2 separate regions of the Sus scrofa genome follow, and region 1 is linked to region 2. The links are chromatin contacts, called in public HiChIP or PLAC-seq maps. All regions are on one chromosome and are shown on one strand. Each heading gives the region's core, a stretch centred on a gene start, on an enhancer-like site or on the middle of the called end of the contact. The rest is flanking DNA. Distances are from core to core; before and after follow the strand shown.

The links. HiChIP or PLAC-seq counts read pairs in DNA pulled down with a chosen protein or histone mark.
Region 1: a contact with region 2 is called in an H3K27ac HiChIP or PLAC-seq map of alveolar macrophages. The contact joins two enhancer-like sites. A contact is called at or near these places in 1 of 47 Hi-C or Micro-C datasets (embryonic fibroblasts) and 1 of 2 datasets of contacts at active chromatin or transcription factors (alveolar macrophages).

The regions. Positions count from the first base shown.
Region 1 is chr13:115,970,724-115,975,069 of Sscrofa11.1, reverse strand. All of the region lies in intron 2 of LOC106505748 (a long non-coding RNA gene), which reads right to left. Among named protein-coding and RNA genes, the nearest start is that of TBL1XR1, 480 kb to the right of the region's middle. Within about 2 kb of position 2,484, at least 1 of the 83 cell types and tissues checked has an H3K27ac peak or open chromatin away from gene starts, as enhancers often do. A contact at or near this core is called in alveolar macrophages, where this site is marked.
Region 2 is chr13:115,764,832-115,769,007 of Sscrofa11.1, reverse strand. The region is part of intron 1 of LOC106505748 (a long non-coding RNA gene); the gene reads right to left. Among named protein-coding and RNA genes, the nearest start is that of TBL1XR1, 280 kb to the right of the region's middle. Within about 2 kb of position 2,112, at least 13 of the 83 cell types and tissues checked have an H3K27ac peak or open chromatin away from gene starts, as enhancers often do. A contact at or near this core is called in alveolar macrophages, where this site is marked.

The sequences.
Region 1 (4,346 bases), core at 1,235-3,734, 210 kb before region 2:
TCCAAAACAGTGCTCAGTGACATGCCCAGGCTTTGAAAACCCCTAAAACCACCCACTCCTGGTACCTGAGGTTATAACCTGTCTCCCACATGAACTGTAAGGTTAAGATCACAGGATTAAAACTCCTCCACACTTCTCCACATTAATTCAGAGTCCACTCACTCTCTTTCTGCCTTCACTGTTCTCTGTCTGCACTTGCTTTTGAAAGCTGTTCTCTCCACTGTCTAACCTATCCCTTTCCATGAAATAAGGTCTGCTCCTACAAGTGTCCTTGTTATAGCAATGCTTCCATTTTTCCCTCATAGCCAGCTCATTCCCCTCTGCATACAAAATACTCAGGTCATCCTTACCCTAAAAATCACTAACAATGAAATATTTAATATCCTACCTTAGCCCAAAGCCGACACCCTAGCTTTTTCTGTTCAAGCATAAGCAAACCTCTAAAAGAAAGCACTGCTGTTATACAAGGGGGGATACAGGTTTTGTGGGGCCTACAGATTATGCAATATTGGGGCAGAAGAGTTCCTTAAAATACAGAATTCAAAATTATGAATAAAAAATTAAGTACAAAAGTGAATATTTATTTAGAATGAGAAAAAATGCAATAAATTAAAATTTTAAAAAACAAGCATGAGAAAAGTATGGAGGTACCTTAGAAAACTATACACGGAACTACCATTTGACCCAGCAATCCCACTCTTGGGCATATGTCCGGACAAAACTTTCCTTAAAAAAGACACATGCACCCGCATGTTCATTGCAGCTCTATTCACAATAGCCAAGACATGGAAACCCAAATGTCCATCAACAAATAAATGTATTAAGAAGATGCGTTTTATATATATATATATATATATATATATATATATATATATATAAATAGTGGAATACTACTCAGCCATCAAAAAGAACAAAATAATGCCATTTGCAGCAACATGGTTGGAACTAGAGACTCTCACACTAAGTTAAGTAGGTCAGAAAGAGAAAGATACATACTATATGATACCACATATCTGGAATCTAGTATATGGCACAAATGAACCTTTCCACAGAAAAGAAACTCATGGACACGGAGAACAGACTTGTGGTTGCCAAGGAGGGGGTTAGCGGGATGGACTGGGAATTTGGGGTTAATAGATGCAAACTATTGCCTTTGGACTAGATAAGCAATGGGATCCTGCTGTATAGTACTAGGAACTATGTCTGGTCACTTGTGATGGAGTATGATAATGTGAAAGATCACATACATGTGTGTGTGACTGGGTCACCTTGCTGTACAGTAGAAAATGGACAGAACACTGTAAACCAGCTATAATGGAAAAATTAAAAATCATAAAAAAACATTAAAAATATATGAAAATAATGTAATATTTTAAAACTATCTGGCCTCCATAACATTTTCCCCCTTATTTTTACCACGTTCTCTTTGATTCCTTCTTCATTTGGTAAGGGCTCAATCTGTCTTTCAGCATAGTTAATTTTTTTAAATGTGTTCATTATTTACAGGTTAGAAAAGTTTTAGCTTCCTACTCCATTATTGGTAACATATAAGTCTGAAGAATTTTTTTCTCAAATTTATAAAAATCTCTTATCAAGTTTCATATCTGAGCTGAACAATTTCAGAACAGTTCAAGGTTTTGTGTGTGTGTGTGTGTGTGTGTGTGTGTTGTGACTAATATTAAATCCTTTAGCTGGCGACACCCATTAACCAGTTTGCCACTGATGTTTCATCACAGTGCAAGATCATGAATTTTAGGTTATTTTATCTGATAGGAGAGAATTTGCATTTTGACTAGGCCCTGACAAGAATCAGATCCTCTTTTTCCAATCTTACACATCTCAGAATTAAAAGGTCATTTTCACATACTAGGTTCTGGCTCTGTATATTTCAAAGCTTTTCTCCTCCACATTTTCCCCAGTGCCAGGCGTCAAAAGACAGATTTACACTTGGTGTCACTGACTGATGAGCTGGCCCTAGTAGGTTGAGGGAGAATTCCTGGGACTATTAGTAGTAACTTAACTATATGTTAACTTGATGTGAACCACACAGTATATTCCCTTAAACCCTAACTTTAGTTCCCTAAGTGGATACTTAAATGCTATTCACAACAGCAGGGGAATTGAGAGTGAAGGAGGGTCTGAATAGAAAGATTGCAGTGGTCTCAAATGATTGCACTTAAATATTGTGTTTTATTTACTGAATGGTTGCTTTCTGCCAAAACCCACACATTGAAAGCCTAATCCCCAGTGTGATGGTATTTGGAGATGGGTCCTTTGGGAAGTAATTAGGGGTAGATCAGGTCATGGTGGGGGGTGGTGGTGAGGGGAACCCTCCTGATAAGACTAATGCTTTTATATGAAAGGGTCTCTCTCTCTCCTTCTCTTCTCCAACCCCCAACCTTGTGAGGCAACAGGGAGAGAAAACGCTGTCCGTAAACCAGGAAGAAGATGCAACCTGACCATGCTGTCATGCTGACATCAGACTTCCAGGTTTCAAAACTGTGAGAAATACATTTCTGTTGTTTAAGCCACCCAGTCTATAGAACTGTGTTAAAGCAGCCAGAATAGACTAAGTCAAATATCTTACATGTGAGAGTTTTACAGATTACATAACCAAGGGAAGGCACTGCTAGTAAATCCTGGGGCTTGGGAAAGGTCTAGAAGGTAAGGGACTTGGAACTGAAGGCTAATTGGCTTACTGGTGTTTCTGCCTTGGCATTAGAATTTCCTCAGGAAATTTCCTCTAGGTTCTGCCCCTTTATACAGATTTGCCCTCCTTGCCACTTAACCCCTTTCTGCAACTCAGCAAGGACCAGCTAACTAATACAGCATCTTTTTCCCAGGCTTTATTCTTCTAAACCTTCTGCCTTCTTTCTCTGAGCTACTCCCTTAACTGGCACCTTCCTGACTCACTCACTGCTTCTCTCTCTCTTGCTCATCCTCCCATCTCCCCCTTGTCCTCCCAACAAGAAGATGCTTTCCCACGTTCTGCCCAACTCCTTTCTTCTATGGAAATCTTCCTTGGAAATCTCATTCATTCACACATTTATGTCATCAGCTCAGTGTCTATGTTTGCTCCAGTCTCCTTTCTCTAGAGAAAATATTTCTCTCTAGAGCCAGTTTCATTGCCTGCTAATGTACCATCAACACCTCAGTTCAATGTCTTTTCCCCACACTGGCTCTACTTTCTTGGCTACAAGTTGTCTATTAATGCTGAGAAATCACTGTTGACTCCTGTTTTCCCCTTGACCACCATATTTCTTTTACCCATTTCCTTGTCAACTATCCTACTTCTAACCTTAGCATCTTTTTTTTTTTTTTTTTTTTTTTTTTTGTCTTTTGACTCTTCAGGGCCACACCCACGGCACATGAAGATTCGCAGGCTAGGGGTCTAATCGGAGCTACAGCTGCTGGCCCACGCCAGAGCCACAGCAAAGCCAGATCTGAGCCAAGTCTGCGACCTACACCACAGCTCACAGCAACGCCAAATCCTTAACCCACTGAGCAAGGCCAGGGATCGAACCTGCAACCTCATAGTTCCTAGTTGGATTCATTTCCTTTGTGCTATGAAAGGATCGCTAAAGGATAGTAAAAATCCCTCAACTGCTCCAGAGGATTCTACAACTTTTCCCCTCCTTTCTACAGGATGGTTCTTACTTCTCCTCAGAACTGCCATATGCTTTTCATGTTTCTGATAGAATTTTATATTTCATCCTGTATTTATGTGGCATTAACTAACACATAAAATACATATAATGTGCTAAGCATTTTGCACTATCTTATTTAATTCTCATACCTGCTCTGTTATTAGCTATTATTAACATGATTTTTATTTGTATTTTAAATGGAGAACCTAAGCCTTAGAAAAATGAGTAACTTGTGGATAAGCAATGATATCCTGCTGTATAGCACAGGGAACTATATCTAATCACCTATGATGGAACATGATAGAAGATAATGTGAGAAAAAGAATGTACATGTATATGTATGACTGGGTCACTTAGCTGTACAGCAGAAATTGATAGAACATTGTAAATCGACTATGCTAGAAAAATCTTACAAAAATAAAAAAAAAATAGTTAAGCCAACCCCCCTCAGAAAAAAAAACAAAAACAAAAAAAAAAAGAAAGAAGAAAAATGAGTAACTGCCTCAAGGTCACACAGAAAGTGGCACAGTCAGAATTTGGATGCAGCTTTCTGACTACAAATAACTGTGAGCTTAATCACCAAAACTAACAATACATAATTTCTACCATTTATTATGTACTTATCATGTGCTCTATAAACTTCACATTACCCTATGAGGATATACTATCATCATCCTCTTTTTATGAAGAAGAAAACTT
Region 2 (4,176 bases), core at 863-3,362:
TATTCTTTTTTCTGTACTTTCACATTTATAATTCAAAGAATAAAATAATTTAATTTTAAAAACTATAAAACTAACTATAAAAAAAATATATTGACATAGCTGAGTATTCTCAAGGTTTTGTGGCATAATGTTTTTGTGGCAATGCCAGGGTTTGCCAAAAGGAAATGCTGAGACACTGCTAGTACTGTCTGGAGCACTTTCTCGGCCCAAGGCTCCCCACTCCTAATGCCAACCATTCTTTTCTATCACCATCACTGCCCCCAAATAAGATATGTGGGCTCCCCAGCAGATACTCAATTTCCTTTCAAACTGAAAGCAGGAAAAACAGAAAAGACTGTCTCCATCCTCTTTTCTCCCAATATATTGCCCTTTCCTTTCCAGACTTTCTGGAAGCCAAACAACATCACTACCCTTACCCATCAAAATTGTGCCCATGCTGGTGACCACAGAAGCCACTTCCTCATCCCCCAAATGCCTAAAATCCAGTAACCTTTTCTTTGGCCAAGTTACAAAGTTGCCAGAAGCAAACTTTCCTATGGACATGCTGATCTGTCTTCCAATGATCTGTCTAAATATTGCCTTCTTCATATAATTTATAAATGTCATGTGCAAGAACAAGGCACTGAAAAGTAAATGATCTAACCACACACAACTGTCATTTTACTCCCTGTGCTCACCCTTCTGGTTTAACTGCAAAGAAACAAACCAAAAAAACTGAATCTCCTTCAAGGACACAAAGCTCTTGTGTCCTTCATAAGCAAATCAGTCATAAATAGAACACATCTCAAACTTAATTTACTGATGGTATGTACTAGAATGAGGTCACAATGTGATTTTTTTCAAAGTATTAAATCATTTTGTCCATTTTCATAGCAAAAGCATCTCTTTAACCCATATGCCCATTTAAAACTGTTTTAATTATTCTCCTTAAATGCCAAGAGAAATTTATTTTTTTGCTTTTTTTTTTTTTAGGGCTACACCCATGGCATATAGAAGTTCCCAGGCTAGGGGTGGAACCAGAGCTACAGCTGCAAGTCTACACCACAGCCATAGCAACACCAGACCAGGGCCACATCTGTAACCTACAACATAGCTCACAGCGAGGCTAGGGATGGAATCCACATCTTCATGGATACTAGTTGGTTCATTAGCACTGAGTGAGACCAGAGATGGAACCCACATCCTCATGGATACTAGTTGGTCCATTAGCACTGAGCCACAATGGGAACTTTCAAGAGTAATTATTTAACTTAAATAAACAGTGGAATATTGACCCATAATTTTTTTTCTCACAGTAGGCCATTCTTAAAAGGAGAGTAAAGTGATTTGGGTTTCACACCTTTTAGGATTCTTTAGAGACCTTGAAAAGAAAAAGGAAACCAGCATATATGCTCCTCCACCAATCCTCTTCTTTACCTTCTTTGTTGGAAAAGGGGGTGAAAAGGAGCTGCCAGGCATCAATTCAAGATGCTCTCTGGCTCAGGAACAGGGCTGGGGGAATTACAGCCACCAAAAGAAGGTCCAGGGTGCCACCAACATGATTTCCCCAGACTTCCTGACCAAGAACCCTATAAAGTTCCATCTTCTCACAACCTGTTTTGTTTATTTCTATTTGCGGTTTTGGCTTCACCTAACAGAGTACGGAAACCACATAATATTTACGTACAGTTGCCAACTGTAGCCTCATCTTTATCTTAACTGTTTCTTCAACAAAAGAAAAACAATAAAAAAATGATACTCTTCCTGTTAAGCTCAATTATGAGCATAACAGTTGATTATCTCACTTTCAGTATGACCAGTTAGGGTCTAAATATTATTTTATGAATGGCAGCAACCATCATATGGAAAGCATGGCTGTCCTAAAGAACAGATTTAGAAGTCAGGGATACAATGCAGAGAGTGCTAACCCAAATGCCTGTAGGAGGCCAGCAAGTAACTAACTGAAAGAGTGAGATAAACTGAGGGAAGACAACAGGAAGACAAAGCACTGAGAGGAACTAGAGTGTACCGCTCACTAAGGTAAACAAGAGGCTTTTTGCCTAGAAGTCAAAAGTCAGGTGAACAGAGAAGCTCCAAGTTCATCTGGGTGCTTCCAGAACAATGATTCGTTCTTCTGCTGGAAGGGGCCACACCCAGAAACCACAGTGAAGCAAGCAAGCACTAAGGGAATGTACTCCAAAGACCAGTACAAATATTCAAAACCTTTCCATGTCTAGCCTCAAAGAGGAGTGTGTCACCAGGAAGGGATGGATCCCAGGAAATATTCTGGGACAAGAGTATTTTGATACTGCTCAGATTGTATACCACAATAGTGACTGCCTACACAGCTTGTCCTAAGGCCCAACTCGAAAGACAGTTCAACTTGCCTTTTCTCAGGGAAGACACCAACTACAAAAAAAAAAAAAAAAAAAAAAGTAACTTAATTCCGGAAACAGAAGGATTTCCAGAAAAAAAAATTAATTTTACACAAATTTCTCTGATTCTGGAAAGGCTCACCTGGAAAAGGTTTCACATATTCACATTGTGTAAATGCCTTGGTCTTCATTATTTATAACACATTGAGTGAATAACAAATCTCAGCTCCATTTCTGCTACGTTTACCCAGCCATCCTACCCCTGATCACTTAGGCAGTTATTGAAAGGGAATGATCCAATCAGACCTTTCCTTTCTCATATTATTAAGAATTGTGTCATCATTGCATAAGGCCTGAAGTTGCAAAAACTGTTATTTCAAAAGTGATGACTGAGCTCCTTCTATGCACCAGGGCTTACACACTGGACAAACAAGGAATGGCAAAGCAAAGTTCTTGTTCTTTATGAATCCCAGTCTAAGTATGTGTCAATCATATACAGAATTAGCCAAATGACCATGTAAGAAAAAACATTATGAATAAAATGCTGTAATATTGGCATGGACATCCCTAATTCTGCCTGGGAGGTAGAGAATGGGGACATTTGAGCTAGCCTTTAAACGACTGTGAAATATAGGAAGGGTGGTTCCAGAACATGACACCATGTATAGAATTTCATATTCATAAAATTCAATATCTGGTACTAAGTGATTACTAAGTAAATTTTTTTCATTTATTTTGTTTTCATCTTAGGTTTTCTTTTTGTTGTATTTCAGCTTTATTTTTATGAAGAGTATCTGAAAAATTTATGAATTCTCTCTACTAAGTCCGGTATTGCCCTTGAGTTTAGTTGGGGTAGAATTATAAATGTTTCTCATCTCTTTCCCTAGCTACCGACTTTAAATAGGATCCCATAAAGTGACACATGACATTTAATAACAAACTCAATGCATAAAACTGCTGAAGTGTTTGAAAAATATAAAAGCTTTATGACAATACATATCAAATGATACAGAATATGAAAAGTCTTGGAACATTATCGGGATTGGCTAGAAATAAACCCAACATAAATTAACCTCAGTTTTATACAAGTGGAAATGGCAATTATATTGGAACAAGGGAAGATGTTCAAAACCAATAGTTTTTATGTTATTAGATTGATGTCCCAACATCATGAATGGCTTATTATCATTTGATAATTGGGCCAGCCTATTTAATACTTGAGGCCTTAATTGTGGTTCCTCCCAGAAGATGAAATATGAGTGAAAAGCCACAGCTTTTTGTAACACAACGAATCAATCCCCCCCCAAAAAAAAGCCTCTGTTAAAAAAATGATAAAACACATCATATATTTTTGGATTTATCAAGCCACATGCCTTCAAAATAATTAGCGTTTGTCATTTTGGTTTATACATGAAAAAAATCTGATAAAAGGTAGGCAAAATTAAATCAAATGCTTTTAGCAGGCACTCAATGAATTCCCCCTACTAATGTTTACAGTGCTAGGCTATCTATTTGTACATCATCTGTCATTTGTTTCCAAAGGGTTCTATTTTCTGATATGATAGTTGCAGTGCATTATGAATCAGCTAATTATACAATAACCTTTACCAGAAGCAAAGCCAGAATTACATGGATTTCAGGGCAGTTATTTCTAATCCCCATTTTAAATTACATCTGTCTCTTAAGTCAGGAGAAGAAAGAAGCAGTTGGTAAACAAGCCACCTTTAGCTGAAGCCAATTGATGGATTTGTTTTGTTGGACAATAATAGCTAATAAGAGCTATAAAAAAGATTTATGTTTTCATAAACTAAATGTCTCGTAT